Regions from separate parts of the Mus musculus genome. Here regions 1 and 2 are each linked to region 3. The links are chromatin contacts, called in public promoter capture Hi-C maps. All regions are on one chromosome and are shown on one strand. Each heading gives the region's core, a stretch centred on a gene start, on an enhancer-like site or on the middle of the called end of the contact. The rest is flanking DNA. Distances are from core to core; before and after follow the strand shown.

Region 1 (3,646 bases), core at 432-2,931, 2.6 Mb before region 3:
CACCAAAAATCAAGGACAAAATAAATGTGTGTTTGTTTTTACTGGTGTGGAAGTCATAGATTGTAAATAGATGCTGTATGTATTAAACGTTCTCAGTCCTCCAAAGTGATGTATTTTTGTATATAGGAGATAGAGTGCTCTGGGCTTATTGGCGTGGTGTCTGTGAGTGGGACCTGAGGTAGAAAGCTGGGAGAGGAGGGAGCCCTCTTCAGGAGTCGCTGCCCCCTGGGGACCATGTTTGGGCCCAGAGTCAGGGGCACAGAGAGAACCAGGAGAACCAAGCCAACACTTTCAGTATTCAGTGTATTTGCTTTTTTTTTTTTTTAAGATTTGTTTATTTATTATATGTAAGTACACTGTCGCTGTCTTCAGACACTCCAGAAGAGGGCATCAGATCCCATTACGGATGGTTGTGAGCCACCATGTGGTTGCTGGGATTTGAACTCAGGACCTTCAGAAGAGTACTCAGTGCTCTTAACTGCTAAGCCATCTCTCCAGCCCCAGGGTATTTGCTTTTAACTCAGCCAGTAAATAAAGGATAGTACGACGCCCACAACACACCACCACCAAGTGGTTTTCATTTGCAGGAATTGGAGGAATGCTTAAAGAAAATAAACACTGGGGCTGGAGAGATGGCTCAGTGGTTAAGAGCATTGGCTGCTCTACCAGAGGTCCTGAGTTCAAATCCCAGCAACCACATGGTGGCTCATAACCATATGTAATGGGATCTGATGCCCTCTTCTAGTGTGTCTGAAGACAGTGGCAGTGTACTCACATAAACCTTAAAAAAAAAAAAAACAAAAAAAAAACAAACATTTATTTAAAACCCTCTGAAAACCTATTTTATGTGCAGTTTAAAACTAATAAACTTGGGGAGCTGGGTATGCAAATTAGAACTTGGTACTTACTGAATGTCTACAGCCCTCTGAACTCTGTTTTCGGTAAACCTTTGACAGTTGGCCTGCAGATGTCAAGTCCATGTGTGGGGAGGTCTTTGAGACTTGATCCTGGCAGAAAAGCTTCCACCCGGCACTGCTAGCCTCCCGCATCCGTGTGTAGTCCTTTAGAGTGGAGTCTGGCTCTTGAGTTCACCGCCCACCCCCTGAGTTTCATATTTCTGAGTTCTCTACGGTTTTCTAATTATATATATTAAGAATAAAACAAAGGGGAGATCTAAAATGTTGGTAGTTCTGTTATTTCTCATGAAGACACCTTTCTCTGTAAGAGAGTTGGCAGCTCTTGTTCTCTGGGATGGGGTCTAGGAAAGGTGACGGCCGCACCTTGACACTGCAGGCGTTGGTTCCATTTTCACAGTGTTCTGTAACATAATGTCAGAGTAAGGCCGCTGTACTAAGATCGTTTAAAGTGTAAGCATTAAAATTCTAAAAATACACGTTTTAAGAAGAAACTCCGTTTGAACTTGGGTTTTTGTTTTTGTTTTGCACGGTTACAGGCGAGTGTGTGACGATTTGCTCGCTTTCTCAGCTCCGGACTGGGCTCTGCATGGAGACCTAGAACTTAGCTCCATTCTCCACCGTCCTAGCGGTCTCAGCTAGTTCACCGCTACGCAGCGCCTGCGTAGAGGCAGGGTGGTGGCGGGAGTGGGGGTGAGGGAGGGACGGGCGGGGCTTCCCAGGACACTAGGGTTGCGGCTCCGCCCCGGAAGTGCGCGTTTTAAGCGCCGGAGATTGTTTGTATTCCGGAAGTGGTTGCAGTACGGTACCCCACGTGTGGTTCCAGGATGAAATTCGCTTACCGGGTGAGCGGCGGGCCGGGCAGGGGCAACGGGAGGGCGATGGAAGGTTCCGAGGACGCGGGAGAGACCGAGGTCGTTGTCATCTCGGCTGCCTGTGGGAAGCACTAGTGGGTCGACCCATCGCAATCTATTGCTCCTGGTTTATACCAGGAGCTCCGGGCTCCTACCCAACAGGTCTCGGGCTGTACCCAGCCCTGTCCAAACTCCTCTTGCCAGACAACACAGCAATAGCTGCTGAAAGGCTCTTAACAACAAACTTCAAGCAACACCCAGCTCTCTACAGGGCCGCCAGTTCTTGGAGCAGTCTCGACAGCGCTCCTCTGCTGATCATACCTCTTAGGAGCCTAGCTCTGCCTGGTGTTATCTCGTTGCATAGCTGCCCACCTACACCCCAGATCGACTCCTGCCTTAGTTAGCCCAGGCAATCCCAGTAAGCAACTACCCTACTGCTCTGCTGGGCTTTGCAGTGTTTGGACATCTGTCCAATTGCCTATGTGCCGTTTCTATGTGGACATAGAACACAAGGCTCGGGTCTCTACACCCAGCTGTGTCTGCTGGATGGAGATGCTTGCCTTTGATAACTGAATGGATACACCGGGGCACTGATACTTAGCACGGTGGGCGTGGTGAGCATCTCCTGCAGCCCTGTTCACTGAAGCAGCTTCTCTTAGAATGGAGATCCTGTGCCCTTCTGTGCCTGGCAAATGCTTCCTGTCTTGGGAGTATAGTACCATTCAAGGGAACCCTGGGCTCCTGAGAATTAAGTTGGGTTCCTCCTCTGCCCAGGGGCAGGACACACCTATGGTCAGGTACTTTACTACCTATGCCCAGATGCCTCTCATCACCATTTCAGAGAGCTGACGCTGTGTTCTCTGTGTTAAAACTGATTCATTTCCTTTGCAGTTCTCGAATTTGTTGGGTACGGTTTATCGGTGTGGAAACTTAAATTTCACACATGATGGAAATTCTGTTATCAGCCCCGTGGGAAATAGAGTCACTGTGTTTGACCTTAAGAAGTAAGTATGGGGAGACAATGTTAGCAGGGACGTTATCCTCCGTGTGAAGGCTAGCCATCCTCTTTGTGGCTTGCAGGACTACTGGATTTAGGAGGACACAGGTCATGGTAGAGTTGCCTGCTGAGGTCCTCGTTTTTCATTCTAGTATCTAGAACACCAGCATTACTCTTAAAGGGAAAGGAAAAGTCATGTGCCTTTTGGCTGTTGGCTAGCAAGTAGGGGTGGTGGCAGATAGGAAGGTTATCTCAAAAGGTGAGCACTTACTGTGGGGGGAGGGGCGGCTCTAAGGGCCCCAGGACAGGTGGTTTGGAGAGTTCAGGCTGTCTTGGGTCCTTGCTCAACAGCCCTGATGGTTCCCACCTTCCCTGCTGAGATTAGGCTTAGCTTTGCTTGTCCCAACAAATGTGCTGTGGCTCCTTTTCTGACTAGGAATGACTCAGCACTTGACTGTCTGAACGTCTGTAGGCTGATCCCCTCTAGCCTGGGCAAGACCCTCCAGTTCTTCTGGCCACTGTGCTCCCATTAGCTTCAGTTAGCTGGCTAGTCCTAGACCTCCGTTACCAGACACTGTAGGCTGGGCCAGCAGTATAACCTACTGTGCCTGCTGTCGATGGATTACTGGGTCTAGTCAGGTCTTCTGTGTCACTGTCTCTTTAAATAACATCTCAGGGTCTCAGAAGTAATGAGAACCTGTTTGTTAAAGAAGACTCAGACCAAAAAAAACAAAACAAACAAACTAGGTTCTAATTGCGACACCTATAATGGTGCCTCCAGCTCAGTCAAACCCTGCTTTCTTCTCCTTCTATCCACTTCTGAATTTAAGAACATACAGCCTTTGCAAGTGTGCTACCCTTAACTCGAAAAGGTCAATACC
Region 2 (3,932 bases), core at 504-3,003, 2.4 Mb before region 3:
AAACTTGAGTTTACAGCAAGTTTTTCTCTCCTAACCTTTTTTTTTTAAAAAAAGATTTACTTATTTATTATATGTCAGTACACTGTAGCTGTCCTCAGACACACCAGAAGAGGGCATCAGATCTCATTACGGGTGGTTGTGAGCCACTATGTGGTTGCTGGGATTTGAACTTCGGACCTTCGGAAGAGCAGTCGGGTGCTCTTACCCACTGAGCCATCTCATCAGCCCTCTTATAACCTTTTATGCAGGAGTTATAACCCCCCTACAATCCAGTAAAACATTTTTTCTTTTTTTTCTTTAGGTTTATTTATTATGTATACTGTGTGTATGGCCTGCCTGTATGTATGCCTACAGACCCGAAGAGGGCACCAGATCCCATTACAGATGATTGTGAGCTACCATGTGGTTGTCAGGACTAGAACTCAGGACTTCTGGAAAAGCAGCCAGTGCTCTTAACCTCTGAGCCATATCTCCAGCCAAAACACCTCCCCACTCCCCACCAACAAAAGCCCTGTTATGTTCTTAGAATTTGAGTTAAACGGACCGCCCCTTCCTTCTTTCCTTTATTCCTTTTATCCCTGTTCTTGGTTTCTTTGTATAGCCTTGGCTGTCCTGAAATTTGCTCTATCGACCAAACTGACCTTCAAAGATCTGCCTGTCTCTGCTTCCTGAATGCTGGGATTAAAAGCGTGTGTCACCACTGCCAGACAATAAAAATAGCTCTTAAAGAATTTAGCAAAACCAGGCAAAAATCAACAAACTGTCAGGGTCAGATGGGGTACCCTCATCTCTGCAGGACAGCCCTACCATGGCAGCCCAGATCCAGCGCTCTGGACTGTGGGTAGCTTTCCTTGAGAGTCCTGGATCTGACCATTGCTCCACCAGCTTCGAATCCCTCTAACCAATCCTGAGGGGCTGGTTCCCCACTTTGTGCTCAGGCAAAGGCCACTCGCCTGAACCAGGAGCTGTGAGAGTTGAGAGAAGCGGCAGGTTTAGCAAATCACCCTGAAGTAAAAATGCTACGCTAAGTGTTTCTCTTTCCAAATCCCCAACTACATTCAGCAGTCGCGATGGGACGAATCGTGGCTATCGTCTCAGATACAACTGCAGCTTTCCTATGTTTTCTTTTGCTCTCTTTCTCCCTTTCTCCCTTTCTTTCTTTCTCTTTTTCTTTCTCTCTTTCTTTCTTTCTTTCTTTCTTTCTCTCTCTCTTTCCTTCTTTCTTTCTTTCTTTCTTTCTTTCTTTCTTTCTTTCTTTCTTTCTTTCTTTCTCCTTTTTTTGTTTGTTTGGCTTTTTTCCTTTTCCTTTTTTTTTTTAACTTCGGCTCGAAGGAGACTGTTGCAAGCCTAAATCAACTCAAGGAGCGGCTTAGGAATTCTCACCCAAGCCACACCTGCATCCCCGGATGCTGGCCAAGTGGGATTTAAAATGCCCGTGAGACTTGGCTACAGGTTTCCTTTAACAGCGCCTGGACAGATGTAAAATCAGCTTGCTGTAGCATGAACTCCACTTGCCCAGAAACTTCAGTCAGGCTCAGGTTGTGAACTTCATTTGGTGAGGACGTTGATCCTAGCTGCTGGGTACCTGGGGAGTTCGGTGGCGGGCCTGGGGAACCAGGGTTCCGGAACCGCTGCGCAGACATTTGTAGACTGGCGTGCGCTCCGCCTTTCTTAGCGCAGCTACCTTCTCCAGCAGCCACTAGAGGGGCGACCAGGTCCCCGAGCCTGTCAGTCAAACGTTATACTGGGGGCGGAGCCGGGGCGGGGCGGGACAAACCGGGTACACAGGCAGGCGCACGGGGCGGGGACAGGCGACAGCGGCGCGGAACGCAGAGCGGCGGGAGAGGAGCTTGGGCTCCTGGTCTCCGCTGCCGCCATGGCTACCGTGGACCTGGAGAAACTGCGGATGTCGGGGGCTGGCAAGGCCATTGGAGTGCTGACCAGCGGCGGTGATGCGCAAGGTGATGGGACGCGGGGGCGTGTTTAGGGATGGATCTGGGGTTTCTGCCTGTCCTCGGAACCCTTCGGGCTTGTCCACTGCCCCTCGCCTAGGGATCTGGGGTGTACTTGGCCAGCCAATCTCCTGTGGAGCACCGTGGCTTCAGGTCCCTGTCCCCAAGCTCCGCCCCGGGTAGCTGGCGTACGTGCTGCAGGCCACGGGCCTTGGCACGCCCCGCCCTCGCGCTGCCTAGGTCCGCCCGGTTTGGGGGTGTGTCCGCGCAGCACGCAGACTTAGGGCACCGGGCTATTCCTTTCTAGGCCACACGTGTCAGGACCTCTAAGAGAAGCACAGCCGGCCAAGTTTCACAGGCCGGAATTTGAAAGGATCAGGGACCCTGTACCCTCCCCCGTGCAGCCTGTGATTCCTACCTTCTCTGTACTGGGATGGGGTGAGACTGAGGCAGGCTTGCCCACACGCCTTTGCCTGGGCTGCTTCCTGTCCCTTGGATGGAGACTTAAGTGGAGAACAGAGGGCGTGGAGCGGGGGTATTTTTTTACCGGTGTAACAGGGCAAGCACCACAGGGCTAATAGTTGAGGGTGCACAGCCTCTTCTCGGCCTGGTAAGGCTAGGGAAAAGTCTGGGCTTGGGAGGATCTGCCCTCTTCTCAGCCCCTCTCTTGGTGGCCTGGTTCCAGGCTGACTGCTGATGTGCGAAGTCTGTGGCTCTAGTTGGGTCCGGCTGAAAAGAAATACTACCCAGTTGGGGGCTGAGGAAGACACGTGGAGCTTCAAGGGGCTTGGCTTCCCTGAGCACTGCAGTTGAGCTTCGCCATTTCCTTCCAAACATTTCAGGAAATACAGACACACATGCTCCTAAGCGGGGTTCCTGACTGCCCAGCCCTTACCTAAGAGATCGGTAGGAACAACACAGGATAGATACATCTTACAAGCATGATTGCAAGTCCAGGAAGGCAGGAAAAAATGTCACTCTGACTCCCATAATGCTGGAAATCTCAAATCTCTGTTGGGTCCCCTGGGCCTGGTCTAGGCTGGCAGTCAGCATACCCTTTTTCAGGGCTGTTTCAGCTTGTACATCCCAGTGCTGTCACTGAGACTGGGCCGGGGACCTGTGGAAGAATCACCCATGGTAGTGGACCACAAGAGAGGCCCTGACTAGGCCCACATCACCCATTAGATAGGCATTTCAGTGAGGCCAGCAGAGTCCTGAGTCCCATTTGTAGGGCTCCTGCCTCTGGCAGGCATAGATAGGCTATCCACCTCAGGCTCCTGTCTGAGCAAGGGAGGCCCCAGTGTCTGAGGGATGGTAATATTGAGTGGTCTCTGCGCGAGGACTTCTGCTGCCTTCTGTGAGAGGCAGCTGCCAGGCCAGGGCCACCAGGGTGACAGACATTTGTTTTGGAGGCTGGTGGAGGAACCAGAGACAGGAGGCCCTTCCTGGTCAGGAGAGGGTAGGCAAAACCTGCTTACATTTCCATTCTGGCTTCAGGGCAAGATCTCTACAGGTTTTCCCAGAGTCCTCTTTGGGTAGGGTCAGTATCAGTGGGCAAGGGGCAGCAGCTGGTATGGGACAGAGTGGAGCCTTCTGTTGCCTGAATTCTGGAAGCGCCTGTGGGTGTGTTCCCCAGGCCCTGCTTTCTTCTGTGCCCAGTCAGCTGCTGGGCTCCTCATGCCTTCTGTGTGCTCACGGAGCCCCATCTGCATGCAGTGAACATGTGAACACCAGTCCTCATTTGAGAAGGCAACACGGGCCTAGATCCCAGTCCTGGCCTGGCTGGAGGTAACCAGCTCCTTGGCCTAACCTGTGCGCTGCCTCTGGCCTATGAAAAGGTTTCTTTTTTCCTTTGAGCCAGGCAGGAAGACCCATCCTTTTCAGACCCAAGTCTCTCCCTTCCTGTTGGCCAAGAGTCATGTTAGGGAACTGAGGAGGGCTGCTGTTCACCAAAGTCTGTTTGACTGGAGGACTTTGTTT
Region 3 (3,610 bases), core at 60-2,559:
GACAGGATCTCCCTCCCCACCCTGAAAGCCAGCAACCCTGAGACTCCCCTGGTAAACTGGTGGGATGAAACTGACTTCAAATCCAAAGTCACAACAGCTTAATGAACGTGAGGATCACAGATTCTCAACCTTCCCTCTGATTTTCCAACACCCTAGAAAAGTCCACCCTTGGGGGGAGTTCTTCATCTCTAAAAGCAGCTGGCAAGTTCTCCCCTAGCGTCGAGCCCCAGCTTGTGACTCCTTCGGCTCATTTTGGATGGGTCTGGTCTCAGACCCTTCTAATCATCCCAGGCCACAGATCACAGATGCAGGGGACACCCATGCCCTGTGACTACCTGCATAGAGTGCCTGACCACACATAGACCACAATGACCAGACAGAAGAATCCGTAAATGGGCCACTGTTACCCAACGGTGTTGAGGAAGTACTCTCTGAATGACCACACCACAGCAAGGTCAGATTTTCTGCCTTCTGCCCCCCCCCCCCGCAAGCCTGGCTTTTTGGTGCTGCCCGTTCACCCCATCCCAGTACTCGCCTTTGGTGTGAGTGGAGCCTGTACTTAGCCAAGCGCGTGGGCCTCCGGGATGGTCAGCTTGTTAATTCCTGGGAGCATTCAGCATCTGGTGAGTGAAGTCCAACTCCAGAATTCATCAGCAGAATAACAGAAATGTGCACCCCATAGCTCCCGGTTTCATGCCTGACCTCCCTGAGAGCTGGGGACCTGGGAAACCTTCCCTTTCTGGCCTTGGTTTCCTCTCCAGAGAGGATCAAGGGAGCTTGAGGACTGGATGAAACAGACAGACTTCAGAAGGCTCCAGAGCTCTTCAAAGCCTCAGTGTTAGCCTGGCTCTGACTCCCAGCTCTGCAGTCACTTCTGCCCCCCTTCCTGCCCGCCCCCCTTCTCAGGTGGCATTTATTGTATCACCTGGTAATTATCTGTGCTGTCTGGCATCTCTAGGGGGGGCTGGGAGGGAAGCCCTGTCTTACCCATGTCCTGGTCTCCTCACTCCCGCCCCTACCATCACATGCCACAGTCTGCAGGAAAGCCAACTAACTCACTTGTGTCTCACAGCCTCCTGGACCACAAGGCAAGCAAGCACACCTGTCCACCCACAACCTCCCTGCGACTTAATTGGTACCTAAACCGCCCAACAATTTCCCTACACTCCGTCCTCAGCTTACCCAGAGCTCCCTTCCTCTTTACATCTTCCATGCTGAGCTATATCACATTGCACATAGAGTCCAAGTCTGAGCCACCCGCTGTGTCAGATGCCCAAGGTCAACAAGTCCTAACCTGAGCTAAGCAACTACCTTCCACAAACCTCTACCAGCCACAGAAGCCAGAGTCCAGCCCTTCAGAAGCCACCCCCTGCCTCTTCACTGGTCCCTTCCAATTGGTGTTATCTGTGACCTCCTCCAAGCCACACCTAGTACCCTCCCCCACCACTCCTATCACCTGGTGACGCTTGCTCACCAGTGGTTTGCAAGGCTGCTGTTACCTTAATGGAACATTTTCCTCTCCCGCTGGAAAACCCTTCAAAGGCCCCCATTTGCCCTGCAGAGAAATTCTTGCCTTGCTGGTGCCTGCCCCTGCCCTTTCTCTGCCCTCAATGCTCCTGCCAGGACATTTTACAGGCTAAAGTCGTCTTCCTTCAGACTCCGCTAACTTATGACACCTCCCAAAATCTTTCTTGGCTCCCAATTCTGAGGAAGTCTAGGCTGCATGCACAGTGCCCAGTCCTGAATGGATCGATGCTGAGGAGTGAATGGTTAGGCTCACTGTAAAGTAAGAAAGAGGGGCTAGGTGTGGCCCAAAGGTAGAACGATCGCCAAGCATGCCAAAGATCCTGGACTCAAATATCAGCACTGATAGGAGAAGAAAAATGTCACAGAAGATTAATCACGTTAAAGAATAAAGGCGCACTTATGCAACACTATGCTATGCCAGTCTCTAATCCTATAATGCCATCGCCATTTTACAGACAAGGAAACCGAGGGTTTCAGAGGCTTCTGTGGTGTCTTGTTTTTTTTTCCCCCTTCCACCAAGTTCATGCCCACTAGGGAGAGCTCAGAGTGTGACCTTATTTAGAAACAGAGTCTTCACAAGGTAATTAGTTCGGATGAGATCATACTGGATTAGGGTAGGCCCTAAATACAGTAATTAGTGGTCTTACAAGATGGCCGGTTGGGTAGTCGCACAGGGAAGACAGCCATGTGGAGTAGGAAGCTGAGGTCAGCGCGACACAAGTACAAGCCAAACAGCCTCAAGGATTGCCAGGAAGCTCAGAAGGAGGGGAGGCAAGGAAGGATATGGCCCCATAGTCCTGGGGGCAGTGGGGGAGAGGTGGGGAGCACGGCTCTGCTTACATTAGATTTCAGGCTCCCAATAACCGGGACTTGCTGTTTTAAGCCATTGAACTTGGGGCGCCAGGTTGAAACCATCACAGGACCCTACTTTGTCTATGGCTACACACTCGGCCAAGAGCAACACAGGGAACGGAAAGCCTCTTGCCGCCTTTCCTTCTGGGGAAACTCCGTCTGCAGGCAGAAGACCCATTCCTGACAGAGTAAGCTCAGGGAAATGGTCTCCACGGAGGATCTATCTGCCTCCTTCCTCCCAGAGAAGGTTTCAAAACCATTCGGTGGCTGGGCGTGGCAGGTCAAATCTACTTTGGAAGTAGATAGAGGAAGATCAGGAGTTCAAGGTCATTACCAGCTAAGTAACTGAAACCAGCCTAGGCTATGTGAGACTATCCCAAACAAACAAACAAACAAACAAACAAGGAACAACAAACAACAGAGACTGAGTCCTAGTCACGATTACCAGGAAGCTGGAGATGACCTGATTACAGATGACCTGGCCGAATTAACAGCCTTGAGTTGGTTTGAGTTTGGGCTTTCTGACTGTGTGAAAGAGACCAATGGTGGAGCTGGTTCAGTTCCATACCCTTCTGTATGTAGCCTTCCACCATACTTGCCAGGCACTCATATCTTGGCTTCCTCTCCACGCCTGATGGGTTACCTCACGAGTAGTGAAGGTCTCAGAACAACTGAGCTATAACTGCTGCCCATAACTTATCCACAAACAGTTCCCACGTGGGGCCTTATATGTCCCCACCAAGACCTGAAGTCTGAGGACATCCTCCCTCTCATACTCCCTGCCTCCCATGTATATAGTATTCTGCTTACATGCATGCAGAAGAGGGCATCAGATCCCAATACAGAGGGTTATGAGCCACCATGTGGTTGCTGGGGATTGAACTCGGGACCTCAGGAAGAATAATCAGTGCTCTTAACCACTGAGCCATCTCTCTAGTTCCCTGCCTCCCATTTTTTTATACCCCCATGGGTTTAGCTAAGGGTGACAAGGCTGCCATGAGGAACCCAGGTCAACCCTCTATGCCCAACATCATCCCCAGAGATTGAGAAGACAGCATCAGATCTCTGCCTCACTGTGGGATTGCCAACGAACCCTGCTGCCCAGGACAGCTCCTGGGAGAAGGGCCAGCAGCCTTCAGCTCAGTAGACTTGGGAAACCCGTGAGGTAGAATGATATCCTCACTCCAGAGGAGACAGCTCAGTCTATGGGGGCTCTTGTCCAAGTCACAGA

Evidence for each region. Promoter capture Hi-C pulls out the DNA fragments that hold promoters and counts their contacts.
Region 1: a promoter capture Hi-C map of liver shows a contact between it and region 3, with 4 times the contacts expected there. The contact joins the promoter of Pwp2 here to the promoter of Ggt1 in region 3. A contact is called at or near these places in 2 of 39 promoter capture datasets (both in liver).
Region 2: a promoter capture Hi-C map of liver shows a contact between it and region 3, with 4 times the contacts expected there. The contact joins the promoter of Pfkl here to the promoter of Ggt1 in region 3. A contact is called at or near these places in 2 of 39 promoter capture datasets (liver and neutrophils).

Annotation. Positions count from the first base shown.
Region 1 is chr10:78,183,184-78,186,829 of GRCm38.p6, reverse strand. It overlaps Pwp2 (PWP2 periodic tryptophan protein homolog (yeast)), which reads left to right and starts at 1,681. Exons shown (of 21, transcript NM_029546.2): 1 at 1,681-1,759; 2 at 2,660-2,772. The coding sequence starts at 1,742. Trappc10 (trafficking protein particle complex 10) reads left to right here. Exons shown (of 23, transcript NM_001081055.2): 23 at 1-1,408.
Region 2 is chr10:78,007,628-78,011,559 of GRCm38.p6, reverse strand. It overlaps Pfkl (phosphofructokinase, liver, B-type), which reads left to right and starts at 1,753. Exons shown (of 22, transcript NM_008826.5): 1 at 1,753-1,961. The coding sequence starts at 1,877.
Region 3 is chr10:75,561,831-75,565,440 of GRCm38.p6, reverse strand. It overlaps Ggt1 (gamma-glutamyltransferase 1), which reads right to left and starts at 1,309. Exons shown (of 15, transcript NM_001379537.1): 1 at 1,183-1,309; 2 at 536-620.